Regions from separate parts of the Sus scrofa genome. Here region 1 is linked to region 2. The links are chromatin contacts, called in public HiChIP or PLAC-seq maps. All regions are on one chromosome and are shown on one strand. Each heading gives the region's core, a stretch centred on a gene start, on an enhancer-like site or on the middle of the called end of the contact. The rest is flanking DNA. Distances are from core to core; before and after follow the strand shown.

Region 1 (4,774 bases), core at 748-3,247, 100 kb after region 2:
ATATGTACCATTCTTCTTTATCCATTCATCTGTCAACGGATATTAAGGTTGTTTCCATGTCTTGGCTATTGTGAATAGTACTGCTATGAACATACGGGTACATGTATCTTTTCGAATTAGAGTTTTGTCTGGATTAGTACAAGTTTTGTGATTTGGGCATAATTAACCCTAAGGGGGGGGGTGCTGTAACACCCAGGTTTACATAGCTGGTGAGGGGCAGAGTCAAAACGAGAACCCAGTTCTGTTTAATGCCAAAGCTGGAGCAAAAAAAGGTAGGAGGTCATAGGCGATGGGGTGGGGTGAGAGGGTGGGGCAGAGCCCAGCTCAGAACAGAATTCCAGGGAGTCCTAGCCCTCATAGTGGTTTCCTGATAGTCCCATTCAGTCTGGGAGCTGCAGCCCTGGGTGGGAAGCTGAGGCTTCTCAGCCACACACACTGGACCAGCTCGACAAGCACACATCCTAGAGTTCAACAGATACCACAGTTGATTCTGGGGCCTGTGAACTGGTGGGCTGGGCGCCTTCTCAGCAGTTTCAGGGATCGAACACAGTTATTCAAGCTGGGAGGGGCAGGAGGGGGGAAATGATGTTTTCGGTACGTCCTTGAGGAAAGTTGATTTTTTGGGAAATACATTCTTGCCCCAGAGTTTCACATTGTGTTTCCTGAAACATTAGTTTTCAAAAAGGGGAAAAGGAGGGAGTTCCGTTGTGGCTCAGCTTATTCATGAGGATGCGGGGTTGAGCCCTGGCCTTGCTCAGTGGGTTAAGGTTCTGGCATTGCCAAAGACTGTGGTGTAGGTCACAGATGCAGCTCGGATCTGGTGTAGCTGTGGCTGTGGTGTAGGCTGGCAGCTGCAGCTCCGATTCGATCCCTAGCCTGGGAACTTCCAGGTGTGGCCCTAAAAAGGGTGGGGAGGGCAGATTCTACAGTGAAATAAGTTTGAGAAATGCCACAGCCCATGTCTTCCTTCTTCCTCTTGGATTTAAAGATTCTTTAGTGTATGAAAGTCTCTGATAAGTCCTGTCGCAAAGCAATCTGTTTCATTTTACTTAACCTGGAATTTTCTGAATATACCTGATCAGGGCATTTCTCTCTCACTTTTTGGGGGGGGAGGCAGGGAAACACTCGAGTCATGTGGAACTTTCAGGGCCAGGGATCAAACTCAAGCCACAGCAGTGACAACACAGAATCCTTAAACACTAGGCCACCAGGGAACTCCTAAAATAATTTTTTTGGTACTTTTTTTTGGGGGGGGGATTTTTAGGGCTGCACTCATGGCATATGGAGGTTCCCAGGCTAGGGGTGTAATCGGAGCTACAGCTGCCGGCCTATACCACAGCCACAGCAAAGCAGGATCTGAGCCGCATCTTCAACCTACACCAGAGCTCACAGCAACACTGGCTCCTTAACCCACTGAGTGAGGCCAGGGATTGAACATGCAACCTCATGGTTCCTAGTCAGATTCCTTTCCGCTGCGCCACGATAGGAACTCTGGTACTAATTTTCATTAAGACCTTTTCAAAAATGCTGGAACTGCAAGAATTTGGAGGCACAGTGTTTCTTAAAATTCTCCCTTTTCCTCATTTTCAGCAGAACTAACCTTAATTTTTGACCTGGGAACTGGAAGGAGACAGCATCAAGGCCACTGCACTGCAAGGTTTTAGGGTTGCCACTAGGTTGGAGGCCAGTGGAGGAGCATTCTTAGTGTTTCATGTACTTTCTATGTAAACAGCACCTCCTGGAGTTGTGCAAGGTTGCAGCCCTGGGCAGAATTTATCATCAAAAAGAGCTGTTCTGAGAGAGCCTCCTTGTCTCAGGGGGCTTTGTATATTTTTTGTCCTGCCTGGCAGGGGACATTTTCTAATAGCAGGCACAAGAGAAACCATATTTAGCACTTGCCTCATGAGTCAAAGGAAGTGCAGCCAAGGCCAAACGCCCTCACCCCAGATAAAAGAGGAAGGAGCACGATCTTGGCTCTCAAACCAACAATCGGAAGCAACATTAACAGCGTCTGACACACAGCAGGCCAGGCAAGTCCTGCTGCTCTGACCTTCTCCCCTGACAGCTCTTCCAGGACCTGAAGTCCTGAATGTCAGAGTCATCCTTTATCCCATGCGTGGTTTCCAGGCTGTGAGCCTCTTTGCCCCCAAGAAAGGGGTCACGTTGTTTCTGAAACCCCAAGCGTGATGTTAGTTAAGATGTGGCCCAAAGAATTAATACATGGAATGTTGCAAGAAAAAAGGAGTTGCGTGCTTTCGGAAGCACCCTCGTAACCAGGCAACTCGGCAGCCTCTGAAAAGTCACAGAGGCCAGTACAGAGCTGAGGAACTATGAGGGAGAAAGGCTTTGACGTATCTGTGTGTAGAATCACTATTTATACTCCCCAGGCACGGGAGATTTGGTCAACAATGTGTTAAGGACCAGGCTTACAGGGATGTGCCATGGGGACAGGGAGAAAGTTCTGCCAAGTGTGTGACCACATGGACTCAGATACAAGACAGATAAGAGTTCAGGTCTTGCTCCCCAATTTAGAATGATGCAGCCTTGGGCAAGTGACTGAACCTCCCTGGCTTTGAATTCCTCGTCTGTAAAATAGGAATCATCATAAGAATTGCTACTGCAGGTGGGTTTCATGAGGGTTGAAGGAGATGGTACTCAAGACAAGTGTCCATTAATAGTTTAGCCTTCAAGCCTGGTTGTTGCTGTTTTTTTTTTTTTAATTATGTTTATGGAGATGGAATGGAGGGGTTAGGTAACAGGAAGTGGGAAGTGTCGTGAAAAGTACAGAGGGAAGAGGCCAAACACAGACACATCATGTAGATATTTCTTTTGGGTTGGGTTCCAGACCACTGGAGTAAAACCAGTATCACAGTAAAGCCAAAGTAGCAATAAAGTCACATGAATTTTTGGTTTCCCAGTGCATATAAAAGTTAGGTTACCTTACAGTATAGTGAGCAATAGCATTACGTCTTTGAAAAAAAAAAAAAGTAGGAGTTCCTGTTGTGGCTCAGTGGTTAATGAATCCAACTAGGAACCGTGAGGTTGCGGGTTCGATCCCTGCCCTTGCTCAGTGGGTTAAGGATCTGGCATTGCTGTGAGCTGTGGTGTAGGTTGCAGATGCGGCTCGGATCCCATGTTGCTATGGCTCTGGCGTAGGCCGGCGTCTACAGCTCCGATTAGACCCCTAGCCTGGGAACCTCCATATGCTGTGGGAGGGGCCCTAGAAAAGGCAAAAAGACAAAAAAAAAAGAAATGTAGGAGTTCCTTGTGGCACAGTAGGCAGCCTTGTCACTGCAGTGACTCAGGGTGCTGCTGTGGTGTAGGTTTGATCCCTGGCTCAGGAACTTCCATATACCATAGACAGAGCCTCAAACAAAAAACAAACAAACAACAACAAAAACAACAATGTATACTTTAATTTAAAAATGCTTTATTGGCGTCCCCATCGTGGCTCAGTGGTTAAGGAATCCGACTAGGAACCACGGGGTTGCGGGTTCCATCCCTGGCCTCACTCAATGGGTTAAGGATCCGGCGTTGCCGTGAGCTTTGGTGTGGGTCACAGATGCAGCTCGGATCCCGAGTTGCTGTGGCTGTGGCATAGGCCAGCGGCTACAGCTCTGATTAAACACTTAGCCTGGGAGACTCCATATGCCGAGGGTGTGGCCCCAAAAAGAGGACAAAAAGTTCTTTATTGCTGAAAAAAAAAATTCTAACCATCATCTGAGCCTTCAGCAAGTCGTGGCAGTAACATCAAAGATCACTGGAATTCCCATTGTGGCTCAGTGGGTTAAGAACCTGACATAGTCCTTGTGAAGATGCAGGTTCAATCCCTGGCCTAGCTCAGTGGGTTAAAGATCTGATATTGCCACAAGCTGCAGCGTAATTCGAAGATGAGGCTCAGATCCTGGGTTACCGTGGCTTCGGTGTAGGCCTGCAGTTGTTCAAACCCTAGCCTGGGAATTTCCATATGCCACAGGAGCGGCCATAAAAAAAAAAAGGTCACTGATCACAGGTCACCATAACAAATCTAAAAATCATGAAAAAGTTTGAAATTTTGGGCAAATAACCGAAACTCGACACAGAGACATGAAGTGAGCCAAGGCTGTTGGAAAAATGACACCATAGACTTGCTCAATGCAGGGTTGTCACAAACCTTCAATCTACAAAAAAATGCAAAATCTGCAAAGCCCCATAAAGTGAGATGTGCCTGTTCATTCTGCTGCCTTATATATGGTGGTGATCCTGTGCTATAACGCCGGAGCTGGAAGAGCCTTTTCTTGCCTATAACATTGGAGCAACTCAAGTCCAGAGACGGGAAGAGACTTTCTCCAAATCACACAGTGAGTTAGTTGGTCTCAAGGTGAGAATTCGTTCATTCCTCTGCTATTCACGGAGCACCTGCTCCACTAGGGGAAGCAATTTACATAATTCAAGAAGCATGCAGCACACACCAGAAATCTCAGGCTTGGAATTTACCCAATAGAAACTTTTGCAAAAATGTCTTCAAGGCGTTCCCGTCATGGTGCAGCAGAAACGAATCCGACCAGTATCCATGAGGATGCGAGTTTGATACCAGCCTCGGTCAGTGGGTCAGGGATCTGGCGTTGCCATGAACTGTGGGGTAGGTCACAGGCACGGCTTGGATCCTGCGTGGCTGTGGCATAGTCTGGCAGCGGTTGCTCCAGTTCGACTCCTAGCCTGGGAACTTCCCTATGCCGTGGGTAAGACCCTAAAAAAAAGAAAAAAAAAAAAAAGTTTTCAAGATAAGTATTTT
Region 2 (5,278 bases), core at 2,323-4,822:
ATGTGTAGTGGTATTTTAGCTATTTACCTATTCATTCAAAAACCATCATGTTCAGGAAGAAAAGGAAAGGGGGGAGTTCCCATTGTGGCAGTGGCACAGTGGGTTAAAGATCCAGTGTTGCTGCAGCTATGGAGAAGGTCACAGCTGTGGCTCAGAACTTCCATACGCCACAGGTGCAGCTGAAAAAGAAAAAGAGAAAAAAAAAAACCCATCACATTCCTGTCTTCTGTAAGCCAAGATACAGGCTATTCTGTGAAGCCATGGGGATGATAGAGAAGGGAAGAAGTAGTTGGCTGGCTTAACACAACCCACGTCACCACCCAGACTCATGCCCAGTGACTGTGCACTGAATTTAATTTGTTGATCACATTATCAGCCAATGATGACATTTTGTAATAATGACTGGCACTTCCTTTTGTTTTTTGGTTGCTGCTTGGATTCCCTTTGATTACTACAAACATAAACTGTGCTTTCAATGCTGGTCTCTGGAAACCCCAGGTTTATAGTATTGATTCTTTAAACGGAGAGAATATCTCAGCAATACAAGGAGGGACTTCAACATGGCTCTGGGGCTAATGGCCAGGAAATTCTTCTGCACTCTGGAACTTTAAGAAAAAATCTATTGTGCCCTGAAGCTTGGGAGGTGATCCTAGGGGCGAGGGAGGAAACCTTTGTGAGGTTTAACATTGTTTAGAGATTAAAGAGCTGCAGTTGGTGCTGTGCATTGTCATTTGAAAATAAACCAAACATCACACCTCCTAAAAGTCCAAATCCACTCTTGGGAGGATTTATTGCTGCTGAGTACAAACAGTCCTCTCTCGCCTCAGAGCAGAGTGCGCGGGTTTCACCAGGACATGCCAAGTACAGTTTAGTTCTCTAAAGCCGCAACAAGATGGCTAGAGCCAATGTGGAGCCGTTCTTTTTGGAAACACCAAGGTTAAATCAATCTGCGGTATGGCTGGCTGGTCTCCTCTTATACCAAAGGATTAGGTGAGCTGGGAATCTTTCCCAACTCCTAACAGAACATATTCTTCTAGTCGAAAGGTCAAAACTCCAGAGTCACCCTTCTCTATTAGAGATGCCACCCAGGCCCCTGGGATCAGTACATTCAGGGACATTAGGACTTGATTAGTACAGTGACAGTGATACCTTCTGGGCTCTAGGTTGGAGAAGGTCTTAGGAGGATGCTTAAATCCTCACTCAGATCAACCTTGACCTTCACTTCTCTTTGTACAGGCAACAGGTCAACTAACTTTCTTTTCTTTTCTTTTCTTTCTTTCTTTCTTTCTTTCTTTCTTTCTTTCTTTCTTTCTTTCTTTCTTTCTTTCTTTCTTTCTTTCTCTCTCTCTCTCTCTCTCCCTCTCCCTCTCTCTCTCTCTCTCTCTCTCTCTCTCTTTCCTTCCTTCCTTTTCTTTCTTCCTTCCTTCCTTCCTTTCTTGCTTTTTTAGGGCTGCACCCTCCCAGGCTAGGGGTCCAATCGGAGCTGTGATGTTGGCCTGCGTCAGAGCCACAGCAATGCGAGATTCGAAATGCATCTGTGACCTACCCCACAGCCCACGGCAACACCAGATCCTTAACCCACTGATCAAGGCCAGGGATTGAACCTGTGTCCTCATGGATGCTAGTCAGATTCATTAACCAATGAGCTATGATGGGAACTCCCTTCCTTCCTTCCTTTTTTTCTTTTTCTTTCTTTCTCTTTCTGATTTTTTTTTAAGTTTTGTTGAAGTATAGTTGTCTTACAATGTTGTGATAATTTTTTCTGTATAACAAAGTGATTCAGTTTCTTTGTGGCTTTCAGAAAAGGTACAGATGGAAAGGCCCATGGATGTGGGGGAGGGAAGGGGCACGGAGGTGAACAGGAAAATTGAACTTTTGCTTTTGTTTTGGAAAAAAGGGGGGGGGATTCTCTAAAAAAGAAAACTGGGTTATATTTTAAATGAACATTACAGCTACTACTTTTAAGTAAGAATGATTACAGTTTGGGGAGAAAAGTTCCAAACAAGGAAACGGGGGCTGAAACAGGAACCTATCCAACCTCTGGAAGAGGAAGTTCTGAGCAGCCTAATCTCCCCGGGCCAAACCCTCCAGGAGGAATAGGCAGAAGGCACAGAGGAGTGGTCAGCCATGCGGAGGTGGAAAACCACTCCACTTAGGACACTTCTGTCTTTGGTCCTTGGTCTGGGGTCTCGAGAGCATAGGAGAAACGACACACACACAGGCCATCTAACAGCTGCCATTTTTGGAATTTCCACAGAGGGCCGTGGAGGTCAGGGCGGAGGTGGCTGTGGGTGTACTGTCGACTCTGGGTGCAGTGGGTATAGCAGATCTTCTTCCCTGCAACCCAAGCCCCTCACCCTGAGGTGGGAAAGAGTTGACCCTCTGACTAGTTTTATTCTTAGCCTTTGGGGACCTCAGCAGAAGGGAGTCTAAAATGGCCCTGTGACACCATTCTCCTCTCCACTAATTCAGACATGACATGAACAGCCTCTGTAAACCCAGGGGCCCCTCACCCATCCTCTGATAGTGGAAGGGGAAAAACTCAAGGCCAGTTTTATTAGCAACACCTACCTTCCGACAGCAAAAACCGTCAAGCCCACGGTAATTTTCTGTTTGGCATAATAATTATCTAAGACGGCTCTGTTGTAAGTGCCTTCCCATACCACTGGAGCCTTCCATCTGGTTATGGTCACGACCTCTGGGCGTTTCCTGGTGACAAAACATAGAGTCAGGATGGCTTTGCTAAGGTATGCAGTGACAGTCTGGGGGAACATGGGTCAGTCATGGCTTGTGGTGACTGGCCTTGAATCCTGACTGTATTTTAGCCCCAGTCAGCTGGTGGTGTGACATTGCAGCATCTTCTGGGGGAGGGACAGGAGGCTCTGGCCCAGGTGCCTCTGCGGGCTGCCCTGGTGGCCCCTTTGGGGATCGTACCTGTACAACGTGTATGTACCTTCCGTCCCCCTGTTCTGCTGTCCTCGTCCTCAATCTTCCTTCCAAACCCCTTCGCCTATCTCCCCAGGCCCTTCCTAAGCTGCCAGCGACATCTTTGGGTGTTGCTTATCCCAGTGGGTGCCACCTGACCCTGAGAAAGCCCTATGGCTTGACTAGCGGGATGAGAGAGTGACATTTGAGCTGAAAGAGGAAGAAGCTGTCTCAGTTTGCCTTCTGCCAGAAAGCAATTTCTGGGTAGGAACCTGGTTATCGGACAAAAAGGGCCCCAGACTAAGGGGACCTGGTGTTGTGGTTCATTTTACGAAGAAGGAGACAGTCACCCAGAAAAGAAGGGACCCGGCGGGCTAACTGTGGCCATGGGTGACACACAGGGCTCGGGCTCAGACCTCTCTCAGATCATGTCGCCTCTTGACTAGAAGCACAAAAGCGGGAGGGGAGGGGGCATGTTCTCTGCACCCAGAACACTTGAAAGGGACTTAGCAAAGCCAACACAAACACAGGAAGCCACGGAAGAGCAACGGACAAATTGTAAAGAGTAAATGCGGGAAGTCTGGGTAGCAGCTGGGGCCCCCCAGAGGCAGGAGGGAGCTGAGAAGACTTGGCTCAAACCCCATTTGCTCTGGAAGTGGCTGCACTTCCCCGTCGGAAACAGACTGAAACGTGGTCATTTAGATTCAACCCCCAACACAACATGAGAGGGCCTGGCCCCTGCTAGCTGTGTGCTTGTATTTCAGCCACTGCAGGGAGAAGGCCAGTGGTTGGGGCAACGTCTTGGGGGTCCCATCGGGCCCCTGCTGGCTGCCTGGGTATGGCCCTGGTGAGGCTGTCTAGGAGATGTTAGCCCAGCGAGAACATACCCCCACCCTCATACGCGGGTGGAGGAAGGGTTTTCACAAACCTGCCCCTCCCCCATGGGAGAAACCATGTTTCCCTGCGAGATTGGGCAAGGCTGGGTCACCCCCACTTCTTGCTCATGCCTTCTGTCCCTCGTCACCAAGTTCTGCACCCGTATTCTGGAGGCCTCTGCCCTCCCACCCCCACCCCATGCCCTGCTTCAAGCCTGCTTCCTTCCTCCCCTAAGAGTAATTCTGCAGAGATGGAGGGGACATGGCTAGGCTGCTCAAACCCCACACCCCAGCTCTGCCTTCACACCCCAGGTATGACCGCCCCTTGGGGACACCTGCTCTTGGTTTCCACCAATCATGAAAGAAGCTGTTTTGGACTCTGTACCAACTTGTGCCAGGTACTTTCACATACACTTTCTCTCATTTAGTCCTTGCAAAAGCTTGGCCATGTAGTATGCTCAATGTACAGATATGAAAATCAAGGCTCAGGAAGGCTTGTTAACTTGACCAAGGCCAAACAGCAGATGATGGTAACTAACACACACTGGCTCCTTCCTATGGGACCAGGCACAGTGCCAAGAGCTTCACCCTTTTGTGGGGGTGGGGTTGCTATATTTTGATTCCCATTTTATCTGTGAGGAAACTGTAGCACAGAGTGGTGAAATAACTTGCCTGAGGTCACACAGCTAGTAAGGAGCCAAGCTGGGATTTGAACCCAGATAGTCTGACTGTGGTCTGTGCTCTGAACCACTACCCTCTATGGCTTCTTGGCTATTTACTTGCTGTACCAATGAACTGGAGTTAAAACCCAGGTATGTCATCATTTCCACTCATTTGAGCTACTTCAGCATTTTTATCAGGGCAGAATAAAAAAAAATGATGAGCTTTTTTTTTGTTTGTTTTGTTTTGTTTTTAGAAACTTATGTGATGCTTTTCTCACATAAAAGCCCCAGCTTTGTTGAATGACTGGATTTCAAACCAAAAAAACCACACACACACACACACACACACACACACACACACGGCTTAGGCTTATCATTCTATAACCGTTTCCCATGCACTGTCACTTCATTCATTCCTGTCCTTAGTGTAGCCTGTCAAGGATTCTTAGCAGTTCAGACCCCAGCCTATCAGTTAAGCCATGCAGCTGTGTGTGAGCTGAACATCTGGCAAGCAGGCAATATTATCTTTAAGCAAAGAAAAGGAAGAGAAAGAGAAGGAGGAAGAGGAGGAAAGGAGGTATTCTTATTTACTAGTCACAAGCACTGGGGTTAAGTACCGGACTTTTATTCTCTCATTGAATCCTTACAACCACGTTCAAGAGTGGGTGCTATCATCACCTCCATTTCACAAATAAAGAAAGTCGGGGGTGAGAGAGAAGGAAACTATGTTTTTAGCCATTCAACCAATAGGAGGGGCCACACCAGGGCATCACCTCCTCGATGCACATCTGCCAAGTCCCTGCTCCATCTGCCGGG

The links. HiChIP or PLAC-seq counts read pairs in DNA pulled down with a chosen protein or histone mark.
Region 1: an H3K27ac HiChIP or PLAC-seq map of alveolar macrophages shows a contact between it and region 2. The contact joins two enhancer-like sites. A contact is called at or near these places in 1 of 5 promoter capture datasets (fetal liver), 26 of 47 Hi-C or Micro-C datasets (alveolar macrophages, blood, brain and 14 more) and 2 of 2 datasets of contacts at active chromatin or transcription factors (alveolar macrophages and skeletal muscle).

Annotation. Positions count from the first base shown.
Region 1 is chr1:261,619,789-261,624,562 of Sscrofa11.1, forward strand. No RefSeq gene overlaps it. Among named protein-coding and RNA genes, the nearest start is that of GGTA1P, 34 kb to the left of the region's middle. Within about 2 kb of position 1,998, at least 28 of the 83 cell types and tissues checked have an H3K27ac peak or open chromatin away from gene starts, as enhancers often do. A contact at or near this core is called in alveolar macrophages, liver, mesenteric adipose tissue and 3 more, where this site is marked.
Region 2 is chr1:261,516,494-261,521,771 of Sscrofa11.1, forward strand. It overlaps GGTA1P (glycoprotein, alpha-galactosyltransferase 1 pseudogene), which reads right to left. Exons shown (of 8, transcript NM_213810.3): 7 at 2,572-2,709. Among named protein-coding and RNA genes, the nearest start is that of GGTA1P, 69 kb to the right of the region's middle. Within about 2 kb of position 3,573, at least 25 of the 83 cell types and tissues checked have an H3K27ac peak or open chromatin away from gene starts, as enhancers often do. A contact at or near this core is called in alveolar macrophages, liver, mesenteric adipose tissue and 3 more, where this site is marked.